Linked DNA regions of Bos taurus: region 2 is linked to region 1. A link is a contact called in public Hi-C data. All regions are on one chromosome and are shown on one strand. The core of a region is the stretch at or near the end of the contact, and the rest is flanking DNA. Distances in the headings are between cores, read along the strand shown. Region 1 overlaps ATAD2 (ATPase family AAA domain containing 2). Region 2 holds the start of ZHX1 (zinc fingers and homeoboxes 1).

What was found. Hi-C and Micro-C count contacts between places; a contact is called where the count stands out from the background.
Region 2: a contact with region 1 is called in a Hi-C map of liver, with 4 times the contacts expected there. The contact joins the promoter of ZHX1 here to the enhancer-like site in region 1. A contact is called at or near these places in 2 of 11 Hi-C or Micro-C datasets (liver and skin fibroblasts).

What each region holds. Positions count from the first base shown.
Region 1 is chr14:16,491,018-16,496,060 of ARS-UCD2.0, reverse strand. It overlaps ATAD2 (ATPase family AAA domain containing 2), which reads right to left. Exons shown (of 28, transcript NM_001099020.3): 14 at 3,102-3,261; 15 at 2,184-2,274; 16 at 1,181-1,495; 17 at 722-854; 18 at 1-168. Among named protein-coding and RNA genes, the nearest start is that of ATAD2, 39 kb to the right of the region's middle. Within about 2 kb of position 1,705, at least 1 of the 102 cell types and tissues checked has an H3K27ac peak or open chromatin away from gene starts, as enhancers often do. A contact at or near this core is called in liver, where this site is marked.
Region 2 is chr14:16,532,254-16,536,841 of ARS-UCD2.0, reverse strand. It overlaps ZHX1 (zinc fingers and homeoboxes 1), which reads right to left and starts at 2,407. Exons shown (of 4, transcript NM_001110095.1): 1 at 2,352-2,407.

The DNA of each region.
Region 1 (5,043 bases), core at 456-2,955:
GGAGATGTAGCACTGACTCCAAAAAGCACAGGAATGTCTAAAGTGTACACTGTAAATTTTTCCAAAGCATGGATGACAGCTGGTGCTAAATGAGAACCTTGCCCAAATCCTGGTTCGCCCACTATCAGCATTCTTGGTCGAAAAGACATAGGTTGATAACAAGCATTTCTGAAAGAAATGAGTAATAACCTATGTTTTAGGGAAAAAAAGCTTAAATTTCTCTCCCAATTATCAATTATGAACTTTTATAAGCCAAAAGTTTTGACAATATGGCCAGTCAATCATAGCAGCATGATTCATGTGGCTCTTGGAAATAATCGAACTTTACAGATTTTTAGAAACTGTATTTAGAAAGTATTTAGAAAACTGTATTTAGAAAAGTATTTAGAAACAATACTTTATAGTTTCTAACATCATGACAACTGTAACAAAATATTTTCTAATATTTTAATTTTTAAAAAAGTAAATTAGCTGGCATCCTTTATCTTCTCAAGCATAATTTCATTTAGTTTTAGGGAATTCACATGAGAATGAATACATATGCTGCTGCTGCTGCTAAGTCGCATCAGTTGTGTCTGACTCTGCACGACCCCATAGATGGCAGCCCAACAGGCTCCTCTGTCCCTGGGATTCTCCAAGCAAGAATACTGGAGTGGGTTGCCATTTCCTTCTCCAAATGAATATATATATACATATATATAAATTTTCAAGGGAAATGTACCTATTCAAATGAAGAAAATTAAAATTTTCTTTTGCCTTATTAAAGGATTTTTGAGAAAGTCCATTTTCATATACCGATGGAACATCATCATCACTGTATGCCAAGTCACTTTCTAAGAGAGGACAAGAAATATCTGTAAAGCAAGCAAAAAAAGTGTACATTAGTAGCTTTTCTCAATTACAAAGTGGATCTTCACATAATGCTTCAGTTAGCAACCCCAATGAGATTTTTTTTCAAAAAAGTTTGTGTACATATAAATAACAAGTAAATTTTAAAATGCACTTCAAACCTAAAATAAAGGAAGTCTAGGGAAATCTGTGAAGTAAACTTCCTTGATATCTAGGAAAGGCATGACCAAATTCCTTTCAAGAGTCTCTTTCATAAAGAAACATTACTGAGATGTACAAAATACTTAGTTTTACTGACTATGAAAACTAAACAGTCAATCAAGTTTCATACCGGAGTCTAACGCTTTGTTTGTCCTGGTTTCCGCATGTGGAAACACTCTCTGCAGGGCTTCTAGGATCTTGTGAACAGTGCTCTGCAGTAGTGGTTTCACAATGGTGGACAGTGCCTGCCCAGGTGACGTCACAGCTCTCTGGGAGGCTGGTATCATCTTTTGCATAGCTACCTCAAAATCCTTAGCTGAGATATTAATTGAAGAGAGATCCAATTGCAGTTTCTCACTAGTGGTATAGATCTGTGGGTAGCGTCGACGCAGAGCACATAAAGCAGCTTCAGAGCATATTGACTTGATATCTGCACCACAGTATCCTATCCAAGGCAACCAAAAAAGAAAAAAAATTAAAGTAAATCACCACCATATTAAGCAAGACAATGGTTAAAAGAAAACTAAACATCAGCCTAGCAATATAGTAGCAAAATATTTAGGAGTAATAAGGCTAAAATGTCTCTCAGCCCCTCAGTGAACTCACATGATTGATAATAACCCCTAACAAATCAATCAACTTTTGAGAGTGAAATACGCAAGCACTAAAAGCAGAGCGCAGGGGTCAAGAGCATGAGTTTTGAAATCAGATAATCAGGATCAAATTCCAGTTTGTCATTTACTAGATGTGTGATCTTTTTAGAGAATCATTTATGCTTTCTCAGCCATTTCTATATCTGTAAAATAGGAATAAAGCTACCTACTTCACAGGATTGATGTAAGAGTTACCTGCAATAGCTTATGTAGAATACTTAACAGGATAATTAGAAAAATGTAAACAGCAAAAGATCTAACTTCATTCTCAAATTCTTTGACAGTCAAGATGTTAAACACCTCTATATGGTATCTAGGACTTTATAAGAAAACATGCCACAAATTATAAATAAGAAACAAATCTAACTTTGTATTTCTTTAAACAAGAAACAAGGTTTCTTTAAACCTTGGCAAAACTACAACTTGTTCCATCTTTGAAATGCATGTAATATTTCTTTTAATACTTAAAGCAATGTTTACCAACAGAGTTTTCTGCTAGTTCTTCCAGAAACATGTCCAGTGGTTTAGGATTCCAATCCCTTGTGTGAATTTTTAGAATTTCTTTTCGAGCCTACAAACAAAAACAATTTAATTTTTCTATAATAATATAGTGCTATTTAGATTAGGGTAACTTTAAGATAATTGGGTTATCTAAAAATGTAAAGCTGTCAATACCTAATATAAACAGAAATATGAAACATTAAAAATGGAAAAAAATGATATATTTGTATGAGCTTAAGAAATTTGTATTAAATAAGACTGCATTTTTAGTGCTCAAGTTCTAGTCATCACAAATGTGAATGAGAAAAATTAACTAACTGCTGGATTATTGTTTATTGTACATATTAAAAACAGTTGCGTACTGACAGCTCTACCCATATTTTCGTACTTGGTTCTCAAAATATTCAGCAGCTTTAAAGTAACTGGGTAGAATTATATGGTTGTATCCATGAAAAAGTCAAGTCTAATGAACTGGCTAAGGACTGACTGTTAGGCCATGTGTTCTGAATCAAAATAAAGCTATATGACTAACAAGCAAAGGCTGTGCTTGGGGTGGCGGGGCGGGTGCGGAGGTGCACGTCCAGAGATGCCCTGGTCCAGTGTTTGGGACTTGGCACTTTCACTGTCATGAGCCTGGGTTAAAATCCTGGTTGGAGAACTAAGATGCCACAAGGTATGCATTCCCCCAAATAATAAAGAAATAAATAAAATAAAAAATTATCTGAGTTCTATTCTTTAAATAATGCCTCTCTAAAAATACATACATACCTACTTGAATGTTAATCATACAACTTTGCCTCAGTACAAAACTCAATCTTCCAGTTTGCACTATACTAAGACTTGTTCAAGATAAGCACAATCAATTTTGTCAAAATTTGAGTAATGTTAAATTCTTACATCTTTATCAGGTAGGCTAAATAGGAATTCTCTGTCAAAACGACCAGGCCTTCGTAAAGCAGGATCAATAGAATCCAGTCTGTTGGTAGCACCAATGACCACAATTTCTCCTCTGCTGTCCAATCCATCCATAAGAGCTAGCAAGGTGGAAACAATTGAACTAAATTTAAAAATAAGAGAGAAGAGATTAACTATATAGAAGCCGAATACATCACTTCTTTTTTTGTGACGATTTAATACATTAAATGTGTGAATAAATTTTCTCAGCACATCCCACTATTTTCAATAGACTATTAAAAACGAAAATCTGTAAAATAACATACTACATGGCACACAGACATTTAAAATCAATGGAAAACACACTTTTTAGAATGCTACAAATGGATCCTGGAAGCCATTTCATAAAGCACAATTTCACATAGAACTCTGGAGTTCTCAAACAAGGATGCAATAAAAAATATATACACACAAGTATTAGGCAGATAAACAGAAACTTAAAAAAAAAAAAGCTTCAAAAACTTCATTGTGTACACATTATCAAAGGATGCCAAAGTAAAACAGAATATACTGGACTGTGATTGCTTCTAGGTCTTTTTAGCGTCCAGAGACAGGAATTATTTTTTCTTCAAAAATAAATTTCATCATGAGTTCATACTGATATTCCAATTCAGATAAAGATCCAAGGGTTTTAACTTATTTTATATTTGCATCCCCTTTCTCTTGGGCTAAAAATCTTATTTTCTAATGTAGTCACATAATTACTTATTTACATTATCCTACAATATTATCAGAAACAATAAGACACAGAATATAGTTTAATCATGGTCAGTGTGCTAACTTCTAAAAAAGCTTAATTTAGCAAAAACGTTTTTCTCCAAAATTTTTTGAGTCTTTGGAAAAAACCCAAAAAACTTGTACGATAAAATTTCTCTTAAAAACACATATTTGAAATGGCCAAGTGCTTGCTAAAATTATTCTGTATTTGTTGCTGAAATTTCTTCAATCCCTTTTAGAATTATTCCAAACTACAGTAGTTACTCAACTGCTTGACTGAAAAGTGATGGTGCTAGTGTTATTCCTATTAACACAATGAATACAGTATAGCTGATATCGAAATGAGTCACATTTAAAAAGTGTGCATCATTATTGGTAGGTATGAGCTCACACAACTGTTTTTAATCATACAGTAGTAAACATTTTAATTTACTCAGAGCAACAAATAAAATTCTACAGCATCAAGTCAAAGAAGGGTATAATAATACAGTAAATGTTGTTAGGCATTAGAAGAGCCAAAACCTACATATCATTCATATTTTTACATCTTGTTCCTCTTTTACAACATCTATGGTAAAAATAATACTGGCATTATGAAGGCATGCAAACATTTGCTTTTGGGTATCCCAAATTAATTAAGTAGTTACATTGAAGAAGAAGGTCTGAAGAACTGAAGATGAACTAGGACTAAAGTAATTTAGATTCAAGTTGAGGCAGTGGCACTAATGAAAACTGCTCCCCTGGGTACACAGTTATCACAGGGGAGATGCAAGTTTCTCATTCTGAAAATGAGGAAGTTGAGCTAGTATTAGAAACTTAAACTAGTGGTCATACACTAAGATATATTTTGCTTGGCTCAGGTAGTGCCTTTAAAGCATCTGACCTAGCTGGCAACATCTAAAAGACAGTTAACATACATAAAATTTAAGAAAGAGAAAACTTATTTTTCAAATCTGAGTCAGCTTTTGCACTTCAATAATAGGCTGGAGCTAAAAGCAACTGACTATTCTCTGACAATTAGACATTCAGACACATTTCCCTGACCTACTCTTATCTCTGGCCTGCCTCACTCATTTTATATGCCTTTATTTACCTCACTGGGCCAGTGGGCATTTAAGTCTGTATCACAAGTTAAATCTATAACCAATATTGTGTTTGAGAACATCCT
Region 2 (4,588 bases), core at 1,158-3,657, 40 kb before region 1:
CAACTCACTTGATTGGAGTGACGTCTACTAAGGAGAGCTCACCAGCACAGGAACATTTATGTTTTCAGCCTTACCATATTTTGAAACCATCTGGCAGCAATGCCTTTCTGGTTCACCCAGTCTAATCTGTTCAGAACTGAATATAAAACTAGACCTACGTGCACCTTGGGGAAACCAAAGAACAGCACACATGAATAATAATGTTCTAAATGTGCAGCTCTAAACTAGTTTATACTTGAAAGGTGTTTTTAAAAACATTTCTATTGAAGATGTTAAAGCTCTTTTAAAAATACTAGAATGGTTCAAGAAATCTTTATGAATCATTGCTGTCATCAGTTACCCAAGTCTTAAATTTTTTTTTTATTTTAATCCTGATCACTAAAGAAACCATCTGAAGAGATTCCTCTACAAAGAGAGTTACTGATAAATGAAACACTATCAATTCTATAATGAAAGGACCCAAGGTTTTTTACAACTTACTTTGCACAAAATCAGTCTGCTTAGCCCTAAAATGCTTAGAGGAAGGGGGGGAAAACTAAGAGGAAAAAATACTCATGAAAGCCCTTTTTTCTTTTACATCCTGTTACAGCAGCACTACATTACTGTTTCTGGCAGCACTTATTTCTTTTGCTTAAAATCAAGAGTCAGAACTGCTACTCAAGACATTTTTTTTTTTTAATCTAAGAATGTGCTAGGGTCAATATCCCTGTTAAAACCAAATTCCGTCACCCTCACCAACTGGCATAAAAACAAACGACTTTTTCAGGATAATTTTTCAGAAGCAAGGATAGTTCACACAGCACCATATAATGTAAGTTAAAGCTTTCAGACAAAGACTGAGAAACAGTGACCAATACTAACGAATCTTAAGGTGCGTGCCTGTAGGTCAGGCACACACAAACACTCCAACCCAACAAATAGTCACTGTTCCTGGGATAAAGCTGCTTCTCCCTCCCTCACTGGGAACCACTCTATTTCTCAATTCTGTGATTTTCCCTTTTCAGATAAACTCTCACTCTCCAAAAGAACTGCTTCTTCAAGTTACGTGGAATCCCGACTTAAACACGTTACATACAAATTCTCTATCAGTAGTGTTCCAGACATGTTTTCTCCCAGCAAAGATGAGCCCCTTTTCTTGTTTTTCTTTACAGCTGGGGTGAGATGACAGAAAAGCGCTGTGGCATTCCCGCTCTGCCCAATCTCTTCCCCACATCCCTCCTCTATCCATCCCCTTTCCCGCTTCTTAATCCTCCTATCCCGAATCTCTCACTGAAGCCCTGCCAGAGAGTTTGATCCTTCCCTAACCTAAGCTAAGGATATGCAACGGAGCCTTTTTCTTCTCGGGGTTCTGCTTTTCCCTTACTGTTACCCACAGAGAGGCGGGGAGGGATGTATTGGAACAAAGAATTTTAAGTCCCTTTCTCTAGAACTTTGGTGTAAATACACAGGGAAAGGGCATCCCCCAGGGCTCTTCTTTCCTGCCGTTTGACCCCCTTCCTCTCAGAGCTCCTTCCTAGACTCTCATTCCCCGCAAAGGTCAGGAGCTTGTTCCCTTCAGGCCCTAAGGCTCGAAGTAGTCCCTGGTCAGCTTCCCAGTCTCCCTCCTGAAAGGGACGGATAACATTTCCATTCTCTTTCATCAACTTCTCAAGTCCCAGGGCTTCTTCAAAACATAATAGAGCTAAGGACTCAACTCTGAGTCTTGCCCTGAAATGGGTGCCCAGCCTTCCCTGAAGTGGGGTACAGCCTCTCCCCAAAGGGTTTTTGGGGGCTCCAACCCCAATGCTAGTGCGCTCAGCTCCAGCAAGAGAATCTCTCCTCTCAGGGAGACTGAGTCCCCACGAAGCCACATGCCCCAGCAGGTCAGGACTCCCGATCTCCCTCCCCTAGGATCCTCAACACTGCTGGGGTAGTCCATCCCTGCGGCGCCTGCCCCCCTTCTAAGGAGACCCCGTTCTCACTCCCATCAACAATCCCAAGTTGCTCAGTCCTCTCGTAGGGAGGCGGGCTGAGATTTTCCCTTACAAAGCCCACCCCCAGCTCCTTCCACAGCCGCAGAGACCCCAAGAGCGCAGAGGAAGCTCGGGGTCTGTCCCCCGACGGCGATCCCGGCCCAGGCAGGCCCGGTCCTTGCCCCTCGGACGCCCCGCGCCGGTCCGTCCTGCCACCAGTCGCGATGAGCGCGCTCAGCCCCCTGGGGGCTCTGCCCCGGGGCCGCCCTCCTCCGTCCTGCCCGCGTGCCGCTCGCCTTCCCGGCCCGCCTCGCCGGCCGCGAGCTCTGCTCTGTTGGTTCCCACCCGTAGCCCCGGACTCCCTGGGCCGCTCGTCGCGGAGCCCGCTCGGGCCGCTACCTGCAGGGGCCGCCGCGCCTCTCAGAGCCCCGCCGCCGCCATCTTGCATTTCAAACCGGCTGCACTTTTCAGGGAGTCAACTCTGACCTGTGAACCCTATACCCGGAACCGCTCGGTGGGCCGGCTCACGGCTTCGGCAGCGCGGCGGACCCGGCAGAGCGCAGAGAGTCGGGGGTGGGGGTGCGAGGCGAGGCGCGCGCCCCAGCAGCCGACCGGAGGCGGGAGGGGGGAGGGGAAGAGCCGGCCGAGGCGGGGCCCTCCCGCGCGCGCGCCTTCCGCGCGCCCCCACCCCGCTCCGCGCCTGGCTCTCTACCCTGGGACCCTGCTGCTCCCCTGGGGTTCGACCTAGGTCTCTGCCCCCGGGATTGGCGCACGGCGGGAGGTAGGGAGCCGCCCCGCCCCTCTGTCAACAGAAGCCCCGCCCCCGTCTACGGAAGCTCCACCCTCTGTCAACAGAAGCCCCGCCTTCTCCAGGTCTTGAAGCGGCCCCGCTCCCTTGCCGGTGATAGCTCCGCCTACTACTGGCAGAAGCCTGGTCTTCATTCAGGTCAATCCAGAAGGCGCCTCGCCTTCTGCCAGTTGTGGCCCCGCCTCTGGGCGCTCCGCCTTCCTAGTGTCACCGCTGGATCGCGAGAAACGCCCCTTGTCATCATGAGCTCCATTTGGTGGCAATATTACCCCAAGCCCCACCCCATTCGGCGGGAGCCCCACCCACTGTCAATAGAAGCCCCGCCTTCCTGAGATCTTTCTTGATTTCTAGCCCGAAGCCCCACCTCCTGTCAATTGCCGCCCCGCCTCCACTTGCCTCCTATTCGGCCAAAAGCCGCCCCTCCACCGTCGGACACCGAAAGTTCGGTTCAACCTCACTTGGAACCGCCGTTCAAGACCAAGCCACCCTCTGCTCTCGAAAGCCCTCCTTTGCCTTCTCACGAGTCACTCTTCTGAAGGGCTTTCTTTTCAAGCTGTGGTCGTCAAATCCCGACAGCTTCAATGGGAACCAGCCCCGCAGCGAGGGACCCAGGCTTTGGGGAAAATGGCCCCTCCACACCTCCCTCCTTCCCTCCGCCCCCCACATCATTTTTAAAATGGAGAAAAGTACAGACCAAAGCAAAGAGAAACGGCTCACCCTCAAGCTAGTCGGCTCAGATTCACGGACCAGGACGTGTGAGAACTCTCTGGTGGCTTAGTGTTCATTCCCCGCCGCCACCCCAGTCCTAGACCCTCTGTGCTTTGACAGCAGCGCTCCGCTGAGCCACATTAATCCCAAAACATGCAGCTGCTTAAAGCAAAAGCTTGATGGTTGAAATCAATGTACACCCGCTTCCTTTTACTTATATGGTTCGTCTTAGAACCCCAGAACTTGTGGAAGCAGAAGCAAGCAAAGCTTAATCTTGTAAAAGTAGGCATTCAATCAGCCATAGTCCACACCCTGTATGCAACAAAACAAAAATTTAACATTACTCTTCTGGAATTCAATTTATTGACAAGTAAACTATGTACAAGAAACCACTGTAATGGTCTAATAATATAAAGATGAAATAAGCAAAAGGAATGTATTTTTAAATATTATACTAGTTTCAATAAAAATCAGAAAATGTTTTTCACTGTGGGAAAACCTGGCACCAGCATGAGAGCTACAATACAAAACATGCCCCCACAAAATTTCAATACGTCCCCTAGGGGGCAGTACTGTGACCCCCGAGACACGCTTAGGATTTATCTGAGGAAATGAAATGCTTCAGATAGGGAAATTCATCTTTTGTTGAGCATTTAACAACTAGGTTTTTGAGTACCAGTGTATGCCAGGCACTGTGGAAGCTGAAAAGCTGAGTCAGGCAACGTTTCTGTCTTCAAGGAGATTACAGTTTAGTAACTAAGCAAAAAACGCTGAGGATAAAAACATCAAGCACGGTGAGCAGTCAGAAAGATCAAGGAGAAATACATCAAGAGACCCCTTCAAGGGTATGAATTTATGAATATAAATTTTACCTTTCTCTCCCTCTTTCCCTCTCTCTCTTCCTCCCTTTTTCTGCCTTCTCTCTTTTCTCCCACTCCTCCTCCCCCTCCCCCTCTTCTTTAGCATCAATTTATAGTCGCTTTCTTCTCTCTATAAGCTGTCTGCCTGGTTCACTGCCCAGTGCCAGCAGCCCAGAGTTCTCCCAATTTAGGGCCATGCCCAGAGGGCAGTTCTGTCCAGGAAAACAATTTCAATAGCTCAATGCTGAGAACAGTGTCCT